Linked DNA regions of Drosophila melanogaster: regions 1 and 3 are each linked to region 2. The links are chromatin contacts, called in public HiChIP or PLAC-seq maps. All regions are on one chromosome and are shown on one strand. Each heading gives the region's core, a stretch centred on a gene start, on an enhancer-like site or on the middle of the called end of the contact. The rest is flanking DNA. Distances are from core to core; before and after follow the strand shown. Region 1 holds the start of MtnE (Metallothionein E). Region 2 holds the start of Hs6st (Heparan sulfate 6-O-sulfotransferase). Region 3 holds the start of Stat92E (Signal-transducer and activator of transcription protein at 92E).

Region 1 (4,345 bases), core at 362-2,861, 530 kb before region 2:
CTTTTATATATGTATACATATGATTTCAATTTGTGCACTATGACGTGTTCGTCTGTGACAAAGCATTACGTTTAGATGATACTGACAAAATAATCGGTTTAGTTAGTGAGTAACTATTTGTTGAATCTAAATTTTTGATTTTGATTTTAATTTTATGGCCTAATTTTAAAACTTTGATATACAATTTAATTCGCGTGCTAAGCCTATGTTAAACGAAAGTGGAAAAACAATCAACGAGAGCAGCAACGCAGGGATTGATTGCTTTAATTTTAGTTATAATCTAAGTAAGATTGAATTGCTTTATGTAACCCCATCCTTTATTGGCTTCCAATGCTGAAAATGCGCAAAAATTTGAACTAATCAATGTATATTTTTTTGAAACTTGTTTGTTTGAGTCATCAGGGCAGAGTTTGCAATGCATTTCAAATGCGCCACATGCGATTGCCTTTTTAGTCAGCTATTAGAGACACGAGGACCATATTACGTTTGTTTGAGAGATCGTAAACATAATCATTTATGTATGTAAACAACAACAATAACACAATACTACACTTAGCTTTGTACGTGAACCTTAAGAATTTTATAAGACTTAAGTACACCCCAAATAAATATACAATTCAATAAACTTGAAACACTTAAATGCGAACGGGAGCGGATTTCCTTTTGTGTACTCACAATTTGCGAAATCAAATGTAATACTGTGTACGTAATGTTTTAATGTTTAATTGTGAAAGCTATTGCACACACACACATTCCCCAAAAACTATAAACAAACAGCACAAAACACACAAATACACACGAGAGAAGCTCGCCAAAAACAATGTTGATATTTGGATACTATTATTTGATTGTCCTGTTCTCACGGTGTACTTGAACTAAATGTGTACATTGTGTAAGTGTTTTAAATGTAATTTCGAACGCTAATTGGGTGTGCAATTTCTAAAGCTAATGTGGGAAATAACTAAAGAACTATTCTTGTCAAAATGGCCAATAAAGATTTGATTTTAAACATTAGTTTCAATTGATTGTGTATTTTATTTCGTTGTCATGCCAAAGGGTCTTTCATCACACAGATGAGCTCGAGATGGGTCCTGTATCTAGTTTTTGGTGGAGCAGCACTTGTCCTTGGGTCCGTTCTAGCAGGAGCACTGGCACTGCTGGCTGCAGGCGCAGTTGTCACCGCACTTGGTGGCGGAGCACTGGCAGTCTGAGGATTAAGTAGGGAAGTTAGCAACCGCACTTGTTTAACTAGTATGATTACTAGTACACTCACTTGTTCCACAAGCCTTGCAACCCATTTTGTGTTAAAATATTTTGTTGTTGATTATATTAAAATAAACTTGATTCACTTAGCCGTTAGCTAGCACTGTTTGATGACTGTCGACTGGCGGTCCAGCATTCTTATAGAGCTTTCACTGCTTTGCGCACCAAAAAAATCAATTCCTGTTATCAGGGCGTGTGCAAATCGCTTTATCATCGCCGGGCAGAAAAATGCTTTTGCGCACGCCGATCGACTTGCACACGGCTTTCTTATCTTATCGGGCAGAACGGCCCACAGTTTCGATTGGACTGGATCGGGTATAAAGAGGAGGATTTCCCAACCAGAAGGCATCAGCAAGTTCAACAAGCTTCTAAGACTCGGAATTACCGCAGTAAATAAACAAAAAACAAATCAACAAGATGCCTTGCAAGGGATGTGGAAACAGTGAGTACCAGTCACCCCAAGTGGGAAAACTTATATTTTATAAAGTAATACTAATAGAATGAACTCTCCACCTCTACTAGACTGCCAGTGCTCAGCCGGAAAGTGCGGAGGTAACTGCGCCGGAAACAGCCAATGCCAATGCGCCGCCAAGACGGGAGCCAAGTGCTGCCAGGCCAAGTGATGGCCGGATCCATTTGGATTAGGTTAAATAGTCTCTAATAGTTGTTACAAACCCCTGCCTGACGCTGAATAAAACCCATTATAATGTTGTGCTTATCTTAATTTAATATTACTATTAATTATTGCGAAATGTTGCACTTTAAATCCTTTCAAAAATTGAAACAGAAAAGCTTCGTTATTGCAAATTGTTACCTTCTTAATCCAGGTCGTCATGCAGTTAACAGTGATTCACATTTTTTGGCAACAATATTGAATCCTTAACATTATAAATCGTATTATAAATTTATTGTGCCTGCTTCTAAAGTAGACTTTAGAGCTACTCATGCATAAAAGTAGAAAATAACTGAAAAAATGTTCAGGCATTTGTGACGGAAGTCTTCATTTCAGGCCCCACTTTGGGCATAAGTTTATAATCTACGGGGTTTATTTAATTTGCAGCGAAGCAAAACAGCTCGCTACCACTTTCTATGGCCCATTTAGCCAAGTGTGGTTAGTGTGGTTGGCTGTGGAGCAGGTGCGTTAGTTGAAGGGCCATCAGCCGACAGAGAAGGGGACTCGAGTCGCCGCAGTCTTTAAATGTGCAACTTGGAGGGGCCTCTGCTGGCAGTGGCGAGCAGCGAATGCATGTCTGAGTGCCACAGTCGTGTCCTTGCCACACTGCTCGGAGGAGTCCTCTAGGATGCGTGCTGTAAACAGGTTGAAATGGCAGGATGGCGCAGGCAAGTGGTTAAACATCTGGCAGATTGAAAGCCGAGAATGACACGCTCTCTGTCTGTCTGTCAATTCGCATCCGAAAGATGCATTAAGCGCGCTAATTGCAGTTGACAATCTTATTTAACAGGCAGTCGAATTTGGGGAACTGCCGGTTCCGGAGTCCAAGGTAATCTAGTTGGATATCCTAGGAGCTTGGCTCTTGGCCGAAATTCCCATTTCAGCGATTTAATATCGTTAAGCGGCGGAAATGGAATCGCGCCAGGTAACTGCTCACTGCTAACTGATTTTTGCTTTGCCGGTCTTTTCCGCCAAGTCATCAAAGTTAATTCGTATGGGTGGAAGTTTGAGCTATGATGTTTTTACAGCCATTTCCCGCTTCGAAATGCCAGTCAGCCATTTTCCCTTGTTTTGCTCTATTTGCTTTGTTTTGCTTCCTGGCCGGAAATTCGTGTCACACCATTTGCCAGCTGCTGCCTGATAAAGTGACACGTCGACATTGAAAGTTGCAGGCTGCAAGTGGGTCACGCGATGCGTTTAAATCTCGGCTTAGGGGGCGCATACGCGGTCAAAGCAGTGACGCACACGGGACGTATACGCGATGAGCACTCTTAAAGCGCAAACGCAAACAGTTAATTACGACATTAAGTTTTCATGTCGCAGCGAAGTGAAACGGAGCAAAGCGGAAACAACTGCAATGCGGGCACTTCGTGAGGACTTTGTCGCCAGGCGAAAGGCGAAAAAGGACGAGGCGCCCGGCGCATCACTTATGCATAAGAACATTTTAACTTTTCGCTGGCCACTTTCGACCCTCGACGGGATCAGGGTTAAGGAATAAGGGATCGGGTAATGCAGAATATACGCTACGGTACACGGTATTCCGGAAACAGGGGACAAAGGACACGGGCTCGTGTTTATCTTTGCGTGTGAATCTCGCCTCCTGGCGACAGTGTAAAGTTGCTCTACGGTGAAATCAAATTATCCACACAAGTGGCGAGAAGTTTTTGGCAGGCAACGAAACATAAATTAATGAAATGCACAAAAGCTGTGAAGCCATCGTGGTGTCACCCGCCCGCCCGTTTTGTGTGCAAATATTCTTAATAATTTATTACAATTTGTTTGCTAAGCGCTTCGAAACTTTCTTGAACTTTTCAACATAAATTAACAGATTAGTCGGCAGCCGTCGCGTCGAGTGGCAGACTCTATGCTCCCTCCCCCGCCAACCAAATTTAAGCCAGGAGGCGGTTGACCCAAAAGCCCCAGGAAAACCCAAACAGACTGGGCCCAGACAGGTCCGGCCTCAGTTTTGGCTCAGCTGTTCCGGTGTCCCTGCGTTAATTTCCATCTCCCAACGAGCTGGGAAAACTTTGCACCAGCACGCGCACAGAGGTGCGCTTGTGATCCAACCGCTGTGGCTAACACTATAAATCTTGGCAAATTTGCAAATCTCTCCAGCCGCCTATTGTGGCATGGTGGTCCAGAGCCTGTGGGGGCATGGTTTCACACATTCACCATAAAGTATTCATTTTTAATTCGTTACATTTGCTGACCCCTAAGCGAAGTATCTGCACATATGTATATGTAAGGGAATAACTCTTCGACTTTTAAAATAAAGCTATTTCAAATCGATTGCAGTCCAAACTGAGAATATTTAAGTGGCAGAGCAATTGTAATGCTCAAAGAAGATAAGATAATAAATAATTTATTACTCTATTTGTATTTAAAAGTAAAATTCTTCTTTTGATTTTA
Region 2 (4,715 bases), core at 313-2,812:
ATTCTGCATTTGATTGGAAACGAATTGATTCTGCTGCTGCTGCTGCAATAGTTGCTGCTGCTGCTGTGGATTGAGTAAGCCCGCTGGGGGATTTGGACCGGGCTGCTGTTGCTGCATCGTGTTCATGTTCATGACCTGCTGCTGAGGATTGCCTTGTTGTTGCTGTTGCTGCTGCTGTTGTTGTTGCTGTTGCTGCTGCTGGGCTGGAGTGGTGTCCATGGGCATGCCCTGCCCTTGTTGTTGCTGACCAGCTTGATTTTGTTGCTGTTGTTGTTGCTGCTGCACTGTAGCCTGTGCCGCATTGGGTGCAGCCATTTGGGCCGCCATGCTGTTGGGACTAGGTGCTCTCTCCTTGAGGCTGTATCCCTTTAGAAGCACTAGGTGTCTTATGTTCTTGGCATAGTTTTTGCTCGTAATGGGCTGATCTCCGTCGGCCTTCATGAAAAGTTTGAACAACACCGGCATCTTGCGTGGCGCAATAATGGAGAGATTGATTTTGCGCTCGTTGAAGAGCGCCGCCAGCTGCTCACATGATTTGCCCGGATACTTCCACGACTCCGTTGTGGGCATCTGGTACGGCGGACTGTTGCAGATGAGAATGCAGTGCCTCTGGACGCTGGTCTGATCGAGCAACTGGCGCCTTTCGCTGATGTCATCAAAACAGCCGTGGGCCGCAGCAAATCCTTCGGCCATGTGGGCACAGGACTCCATTCCGCCTCCCACTAGTGGCAATCTTTCGATCGTCTCCATCACTTTTTGGGGCTGCAGAAAGGGACCATAGGTTGAACAAACTGGCTCCAGCAGATTGGCCGCTGTACGGTAGACCACAATACCGTACAGAGTGGCAAAGCGCTCCGCAATCAGGTATTCCCGCTCGTCGATGGAGCCAGTGGTGAAGTGCTCCAAAGTCGGCAGGATGTAGTTGGTCTTTAGTTCGTTGATGTAGGCTCCGTTGATGGCGCTGCCCTCGATGACGAAGACCACGTCGGCCAGGGGAATCTGGTCCACCTCCATTGGACGATGGGAGTTGGCTTTAAGTTGAAAAACTTGTTGCAAAAAATGTAAACTATGTTGTCTGCTTTACACCGCTCTTTTACTTTTTTCGTTTGTTTTGCATATCGCTCTGCTGCTATCGATAGTCAACTTATGGTTATCGCTCAGCGATTGCTAGGGCTGCAAAATAAATGAATATTCAAAAGTGCCCATAAAGTTGGATTTAAGAATATGCAGATTGCCTTGAAAACTTGTTTCTATTGAATTCTTTTTCTATTTTCACAAATAAAAAAACGTTTGGTGTTTATCTAATTAACTTAAAATTGAATATTGCATACAAAAGATAACTATAAATAAGATATTACGATGTTTTATGTTAGGTATCATAATTATAGTTGTTTTATGTATGTATTTTCAATGGAACTATAAAGTTAATTCTTTAAATATTCGTTACCAATAGTTTATATCGATGGTTGCAAGTGCTGCCAGACTCTCGCAGCGAGTTTCCGTTCGGCAGTCTGGCAGCGCGGTCAGCTGTTCCTATTGCCCAACTTGCGCAGTTCGTTTTGTTCAGTTCATTCGCCGATTTTGAAGAATGCGGACGTTGACGCTGGTACCGCGTCGTTTTGCCAAAATAATTCGTAAAAAATATACGCAAAACGCTTAGAAAGTGTCAATTAACTAAACATTAGCTATTGAGCAGTGCAAGTGCAGGAAAAACGATCGCAGAAATAGCCGAAAACACATGAAAGTGCGAATTGCGGGCTTTTTTGTGGCTGGCACAGAATGTGTGGCACAAAGCGGAAAGCGCGCTAATTGAGCGTGCGAGCGCCTGAAACGCAGAGAAATGTAAATAAATAAACGTGTGACGCCGCGACAATTGTGAAAAGTGCACAAACACGACGTTTGGCAAGTGAAAAGTGAGTGAAATCTAGATAAATTTCATTAAATTGCCCATTTCGCATCTGGCAAGAAGAACAGCTGTTGTTTGGCATCTCGCTCTGTCTGGTTGTCCTCTCTCTTATTTTGCCCTCTCTCTGTTTTTGTTGCTCCCCTTTGCTTCTGTTTTTTTTTACTGCAATGTTGCTAAATCGTTTGATTCTATTATTATAATTATACTCCTTGCCCTGACGTCACTGCCTCGAAAAACCTGATAATTTGGGTAGGCAATTAGCATGGTTTAAGTATAGTTTAGAGTACAGAGAAGTGAATTAAACGGCCATGTGTGCACAGCATGCATGCTTTTTTGTTATTGTTGCCTGGCAACATGTTTCGCCACATCTGCCTTTTTTTTCTTGTCTCTCTGTTAGTCCAATTTGCCAATAAGCAACTTTTCCATTTGTTTACAATAATTGTGATCGCTACAGAAGCACCGATCGTGAAGTAAAAAGCGCCTACATAAATATAAGGCACCAGTTATGCTTGGGCGTCACTCCGACTGCCGATCGCCAGTTATTTTAGTTGGGTGTTTGTACATTTAAATACCCTACCTAAATGCAACTTACTCGCATGTAGTCAATATCATTCAAACCCTAATATGTTACGCATTTTCCAATCGGGTTTATCACATATAAACAATATCGAAGCCAGATAAAGCGACTTGTGATAATAATCACCCATACAACAAAGGCTGTTCATTCATTATATTTACCATATTATTGATAACTATTTTTATAACTGAACTACAATATGTTCTTATAAATAAAGAATCACTAGATAATTTAAATATTAAATGAAATAAGTACAAACTATTTTTTAACTATAATAAGTTATTATTTGAGTAATTGCACGTATTATCATGTACGGATGTAGGTTTTTTGCTTTAAATAATAAACGTATTTAAACGTATTTTTAATTGATTAAGGGTATACTAAATGCATTGCTTTCGGCTCCGCCATTCACTTTCCACTATTGCGTCATTATTGGTTGATTTATGTATTTTATCGTTACGCTATACATTTGCAGATCGCATTCGCGCGTGGAAATTTAATTTAAGATTTCCCACACAAATAAAGATAAATTTGTTATTGCACAAACGTTTGTTATTCACGCCCGTCTTGAATACTTACTAATAGATTTGCAATTAAAATAGGGTCAGATTAAACGATAAATCAACTTCACCGCCTGCTTATCAGTTTTTGACCCTAACAAAAAAATAGAAAGTCCAATTAACTATGTATGTACGTTTTAATTGTGAACTTCTTATCAGTCTGCCATAGATTTAGGTTCTTAAAAACTATTTTTGATTTTCCCCTGAAGAGCTTTCAGCTACTAAGTAAGTGGCTAGATAAGGGCTAGACAATTTGACAGACCGCTTTATCGGCATGGTCAAGTGGTAACTAATCGGAAACGGTGTTGCTTTTGTAGTGCTCCCAAAACTAATAGGTTTCTAACCGTTTTTCACTCTTACTCCATTTGCAGGCACTGAAAGCCGAGAGACAAGGAAAACCCATTTCCGCGCCAAGTGCAATGGGCGAAGGTGTTCCCATTTTTCGAGTTCTTATCGGGCAGCGACTGAAGTATGATTGAGTTGGCCTCGCCTCCGATTCGCGTCTGGTTCTCGTTGCGCTAGGCCGATACGGATACCCGCTTGGACTCCACTCGGGTGGACCCTTGTTGGACCTTTAGTGCGATTTTCGAGGGAGGCCAGGGAATGGAACATGCCCGGGGATATGCATAAGAACGTATCTGTTCAAGTCGATAGTGATTTTGCCTTATTGCTGCCCAGTGGTGTTTATGAAATCAAGAAAATGGAACCGCGCTCCAAAATCCGAACAATCATTGTGTTTTGCCTCTTCCTGGCCATCGCCGGCATCATCGGATTTGGATACTTTTGTCAAGATCAGGTAAGTGCCAAATCCCCTCATTAATTCCCATTGCTTATAATTTATAATTTTCTGTTACTTGGCTCCAATGCAAATTAGCACACCAATTGGCGAAATGCTGAATTTATTCATTAATATTTGCCGTACATGTGTGCTTTTATTGGAATTACCATTCATACATTTTTGGATCGCACGAAACTTGTTTTGCTATGGCGCATTAATAAATTTATTATTTAAAATATTCGTATAAAAATATGCGTTGGAGTGTTTTTCCCTTCGGCGCTAAAGACAGCTTTTATAATATAGAACTCTTTCTCGATGTTTATCAATTTTTTGGGAGCTTTAATTAGACAAAACAAAATGTTTTGTTTACAGCCTTTCGGTTGGCGCCTTTAAAACTCGGAAATTGTTTACGCAAACGCAAAGGTGCTAATGAAATTCCTCCAAAAATGGAAAATGTGTAACATAATAAGATTTCGCTTGCAGGCGATTGTGCTTCTGTGTTATTATTCATAAATCTTTGACACGCGTGCCCCGTATTGAAATTAGTCTAATCTGTAGCATAAAGTTTACAAACAACTATGGATTTCTGGTTGGTATATTTGGGTCACTACTCATAATATCGCCCATAAATCTTCGGCGTGGTTGATTGAAATTTGTCTTATCTGTTGGACTAATAAGGCTTCCCCCCGCGCATCTAATGAATGATTTAATGGCCGAGGTGTAAAGTGCATTCGTGGGCCATAAAAACCGAACCGAGGCAAAACAGCACATAAAATTCTACCCTGGGGACACATAAACCCGCACCAGTCGCTATTCCTTCAATTTTTGCTGCCTCGCGGTGTTCATATACTTGCGTACTTTGGATATATTTAACTATTAATCCAGCTCGTGCCA
Region 3 (4,218 bases), core at 1,322-3,821, 540 kb before region 2:
GAAGCCCAACATCGCCATGTCCATCAAGTCCACGGGTAGTCAGCTCTCGAGCACGATGACGACAGCCTCGGCGACGCTGTCCTCGGACCTGGACGATGCGGACACATCCCGCACCCAGCTGAGTCCATCGGAAACATCTGGAGTAGTCCTCGTACCCGCCACTACAGTCACACCCAGTAAGTAAGGCGCAAAAGACAATTCACGAGAGATTTGTTTTCCAGACGCATAGCCAAGGATTTCAAACATTTTGATACTTGAAGGCAGTAAATAAAGCTACAATCTTAATTAACATGTACAAAAATCAAATTCAATGAACTTTCTCGCAATGTGATTTCCAATTCCTAGTAACTACTAAGCATTATAAAATGGACCTATTTAACTATGAGCTTAAATCCAGGACTCATTTTATAGTAGGCACTTCGATTCCACTTGAATGCCAAACATGTCCAAACAAAAATTAGGGAAACGCTAAATTACATTGGCGACACAATGAAAACTCTTGAATTTTTGTGTTTGTCGACAGTAAAATGTCGAGTATTTGACTTCAAACCGAACTAAATTATAGAGCGTAGTGGAGTGTCAAAGTTTCCTATGTCCCTCCGTTTATTTATCCATAGTCGCGCATTCGGGTATGAATGCATATTGAGATTTTCTATTCATTTTCTACCATTTACTATTTCAGTGCGCCAGAAAATCGACCAGGTGGTGATCAGCCTGATATCCGGAGCAGCGGCGGGGGCGCTGGCCAAGACGGTCATCGCCCCGCTGGACCGCACAAAGATCAACTTCCAGATCCGCAACGATGTGCCCTTCTCGTTTCGAGCCTCGCTGCGCTACCTGCAAAACACCTATGCCAACGAGGGCGTTTTGGCCCTGTGGCGGGGGAACTCGGCCACGATGGCCAGAATCGTGCCCTACGCAGCCATACAGTTCACGGCCCACGAGCAGTGGCGTCGCATCCTGCACGTCGACAAGGACGGCACCAAGTGAGTTGTACTATGCTCTAGATTCTCACCAACTTCATGGCGAATCATTCTATTTTGCAGCACGAAAGGTCGTCGGTTTTTGGCTGGCTCCCTGGCGGGAATCACCTCACAGTCGCTGACGTATCCTCTGGACCTGGCACGCGCCCGCATGGCCGTCACGGATCGGTATACTGGCTATCGGACGCTGCGACAAGTCTTCACCAAGATCTGGGTGGAGGAGGGTCCGCGGACGCTGTTCCGCGGCTACTGGGCGACCGTTCTCGGCGTGATTCCCTATGCGGGCACCTCCTTCTTCACCTACGAGACTCTTAAGCGGGAATACTATGGTAGGAATACTACCTATATCCTAATATAAAATTCTATAGACTTAGGGGAGATGTTCATTTAAAAATTCTTGTATATTGTATATGTCCATAGAATTCGGTTTTAAGCCCCAAGTTTATTGTGGAATTATACAGATAATTTCAATTTAAACCGGCATTCTGGGTCATTGTCATTATTTTGATTATGCTAGTAGAAGTTACCTATATTCTAATTAAGTGCTCACTGAATTTGCCAACTAAATGACTTGTTTGCTTGCAGAAGTGGTCGGCAACAATAAACCCAATACTCTAGTCTCGCTGGCCTTCGGTGCTGCGGCTGGTGCCGCCGGGCAAACGGCCAGCTATCCATTGGACATTGTGCGGCGAAGAATGCAGACAATGCGGGTGAACACGGCTGGCGGAGATCGGTACCCAACCATCCTGGAGACTCTCGTCAAGATCTATCGGTGCGTGCAAATCTTTGTCAACGATTTTATTCATATTTTAATTGCGATTTTAATTACGATTTCCAAACAGTGAGGAGGGCGTCAAGAACGGTTTCTACAAGGGACTTAGCATGAACTGGATCAAGGGACCCATCGCCGTGGGCATCAGCTTCTCCACCTACGATCTGATCAAGGCGTGGCTCACGGAGCTGGCCAACTTGAGACGGGTTGAGAAATAGCCCAGCTCCCTGCCCCTGCCACTCGTCACCCATAAACACCACACCAAAAACGCACTGCTTTGATCTTAAGTCTCGCGATCGATGGATGAGCTGAGGAAATAGAAGTGAAGCACCGACATGCTCTAATTGTTAGATATTTTTTAGCTGTTAGTTGTGAGGGAGAGAAGCGATGAAGTGAAGACACCCGAAAGCGCTTAACTTTGTTATTAACCGTAATTGATTTATTATCGCCGTAAGCCGAAAGTATATCAGCCAATAAACTGTCTGAATAATGACTCGCCTGGCACATACTGCTCCCCAGGACCTCGTATTCAATGGTGTTGCTTTGACAATAACACTCCTAGATTAATGATTACGATTTACCCGAACATTTTGTATATTGTGTATTGCCAACTCAATGTCAAGGCGCTGCGACTGTTAAAATAGTCATGAATTTGAGGGTGTTCACACCAGCATATACTATGTAATTCTTGTATGTTAGTGTGTTTTTATTATTAAAATTTACAAAATTGTTTAACTGATCGATTATCTCAATCGTTTTTAAAACGCGCGCCATCGGTTGTGACAGGTGGCACCTCCGGCGATTACGCGATAACATCTTTTGCGGGGGTGCTGTATATCGAAATATGCTGGTAGTCGCGTTCGCAAAAATTCGAGTGCTCGCAAAACGAAAACAACGTAAATTTAGTGCGTTTTAAAAGTGATAATTAAGACTATTTGCCCTGGAATTAGGTGGCCCAACAGCCGTGAGCTGCAGGCGGTGTTGTTTTAAGGATAAAAAGCGTTTTTCCCCCAACACCTGCCATAACCAAAAAGGCAATCTGAAAGGTGAGTGATTTGCTGTGCTGCGCCGATTGTGGAATGGATTAATTATTTAAGGCCTATTGATTAGACGGGGCACAGCCTTAAAAAAACCCCTCTCCGAGCACCAACCCTCTTCATTTAAAGAGGGTCGGGGGTGGCATTCTCATGCTCGCTTGTTGCTGCGCACAACAGGTGAAAATTCAGAAGTCGCGTATGTTTATATGCAGAATACACAAGAGTTGGCAAAAGACCATTAATTGTGCTTCTCTGCGTCTGGGGTAACCTTGACTTTCGGTGGACAAATCAATCAAATGCAATTAATTACACCGCCAGCGGTGCATATGTGTGGGTGGCAGCTCGTGTGTGTACAGACAACATGCGCACTCATATCTGCGGCGCCACAATGATGCGAAAATGGGTGTAAACCCCCTTTGATAAATGTTTGTTTATCGCAATTAGCTTCGCAAATTGTTTATTCTTTAGCAGCCGACAGTGCTGTTAACTTAACAGGGGTGCGAGGGTTGCACTTCGGGTTATCAGAGTTTTCCACCATCAAATTCATTTTACTTCTAAATAATAACTTCAATCAACTTATTTTTCTTTAATTAACTCACAAAGTTTAGTGGAATATTAGCACGATAGAGATATATATTTCGTAACTTGTTTAGTCTTAATGTTTCTTTTAGAACATCTTTACGAAAAATCCTAAATGCTATTTGTTTAATTATGTGCATTCCAAGTCAAAAATTTATAAGTAATAACAATTCAAAAATTTTGTTTTACCATAGTTATCGAGCTTTGGTCCCTGGTTGTTAACAATATTTTACTGCGCTGCTCTATAAAATTAAATCAACTTATTTTCTAATTAGAATTTCCTATCTTCCCGGTTTGGCAGAGATTTATCAGAATCGATACCCACTGTTAACAGCGATTGTTCACATGTGTTCATCGTCCGATAGTATCGCATGTGGATCGCTTTCGCTCCAACTCTAGAGACGCGGCAGTCGTTTTTTAGCCACTATAGGGAATTGTTCGAATGCGGAGCAATTTTCAAATGCGCAACCAGTTGAATTCTTTTGCAAGTGCACTTTGTTTTCAAGGATTCGTTTAACTGATAGGATTTCCTTTGGTCGAGACTCTAGTTTTTTTTTCTAAATTCTCAGTGCGTGTGCGGGTGTGCATGTGCGTTCCGTCTCCCTCGCACTGCGTCGTGTGTGTAATGTTTGTGTGTGCGTGAAGCCAGCGCGATTTAAAAATAAAACGGCAAATACATAATAAAAAATATCGAAGAGCAACAGCGGCAGGCGTACCAATACAAACTAACCGATACCAGCCAGCCGTGTGTGTTTACACAGTGTTGTGCGTTGGTGTTTGTGTACCAAAGGTAAATAGAAATAGGAGAAAAAGAGCAACAAATTTACGAGTGGTGGGGGGTACGTAT

Evidence for each region. HiChIP or PLAC-seq counts read pairs in DNA pulled down with a chosen protein or histone mark.
Region 1: a contact with region 2 is called in a Psq HiChIP or PLAC-seq map of the Kc167 cell line, with 4 times the contacts expected there. The contact joins the promoter of MtnE here to the promoter of Hs6st in region 2. A contact is called at or near these places in 3 of 107 Hi-C or Micro-C datasets (the D17-c3 cell line, cellular blastoderm embryo and wing imaginal disc) and 1 of 6 datasets of contacts at active chromatin or transcription factors (the Kc167 cell line).
Region 3: a Psq HiChIP or PLAC-seq map of the Kc167 cell line shows a contact between it and region 2, with 7 times the contacts expected there. The contact joins the promoter of Stat92E here to the promoter of Hs6st in region 2. A contact is called at or near these places in 2 of 107 Hi-C or Micro-C datasets (cellular blastoderm embryo and wing imaginal disc) and 1 of 6 datasets of contacts at active chromatin or transcription factors (the Kc167 cell line).

Annotation. Positions count from the first base shown.
Region 1 is chr3R:20,531,970-20,536,314 of dm6, reverse strand. MtnE (Metallothionein E) reads left to right here and starts at 1,611. Exons shown (of 2, transcript NM_001300498.1): 1 at 1,611-1,705; 2 at 1,786-2,294. The coding sequence starts at 1,681. The coding sequence ends at 1,886. It overlaps MtnD (Metallothionein D), which reads right to left and starts at 1,353. Exons shown (of 2, transcript NM_176518.2): 1 at 1,274-1,353; 2 at 1,014-1,207. The coding sequence starts at 1,298. The coding sequence ends at 1,098. Stat92E (Signal-transducer and activator of transcription protein at 92E) reads left to right here. Exons shown (of 8, transcript NM_001275828.1): 8 at 1-992.
Region 2 is chr3R:20,005,359-20,010,073 of dm6, reverse strand. Hs6st (Heparan sulfate 6-O-sulfotransferase) reads left to right here and starts at 1,562. Exons shown (of 6, transcript NM_001275821.1): 1 at 1,562-1,913; 2 at 3,415-3,839. The coding sequence starts at 3,654. It overlaps MED25 (Mediator complex subunit 25), which reads right to left and starts at 1,127. Exons shown (of 1, transcript NM_142597.4): 1 at 1-1,127. The coding sequence starts at 1,014.
Region 3 is chr3R:20,550,664-20,554,881 of dm6, reverse strand. It overlaps Stat92E (Signal-transducer and activator of transcription protein at 92E), which reads left to right and starts at 2,571. Exons shown (of 8, transcript NM_001275828.1): 1 at 2,571-2,801. It overlaps DPCoAC (Dephosphocoenzyme A carrier), which reads left to right. Exons shown (of 6, transcript NM_001300499.1): 2 at 1-176; 3 at 683-986; 4 at 1,047-1,312; 5 at 1,572-1,755; 6 at 1,826-2,497. The coding sequence ends at 1,973. att-ORFB (alternative testis transcripts open reading frame B) reads left to right here and starts at 482. Exons shown (of 5, transcript NM_206523.3): 1 at 482-629; 2 at 683-986; 3 at 1,047-1,312; 4 at 1,569-1,755; 5 at 1,826-2,247. The coding sequence starts at 592. The coding sequence ends at 1,298.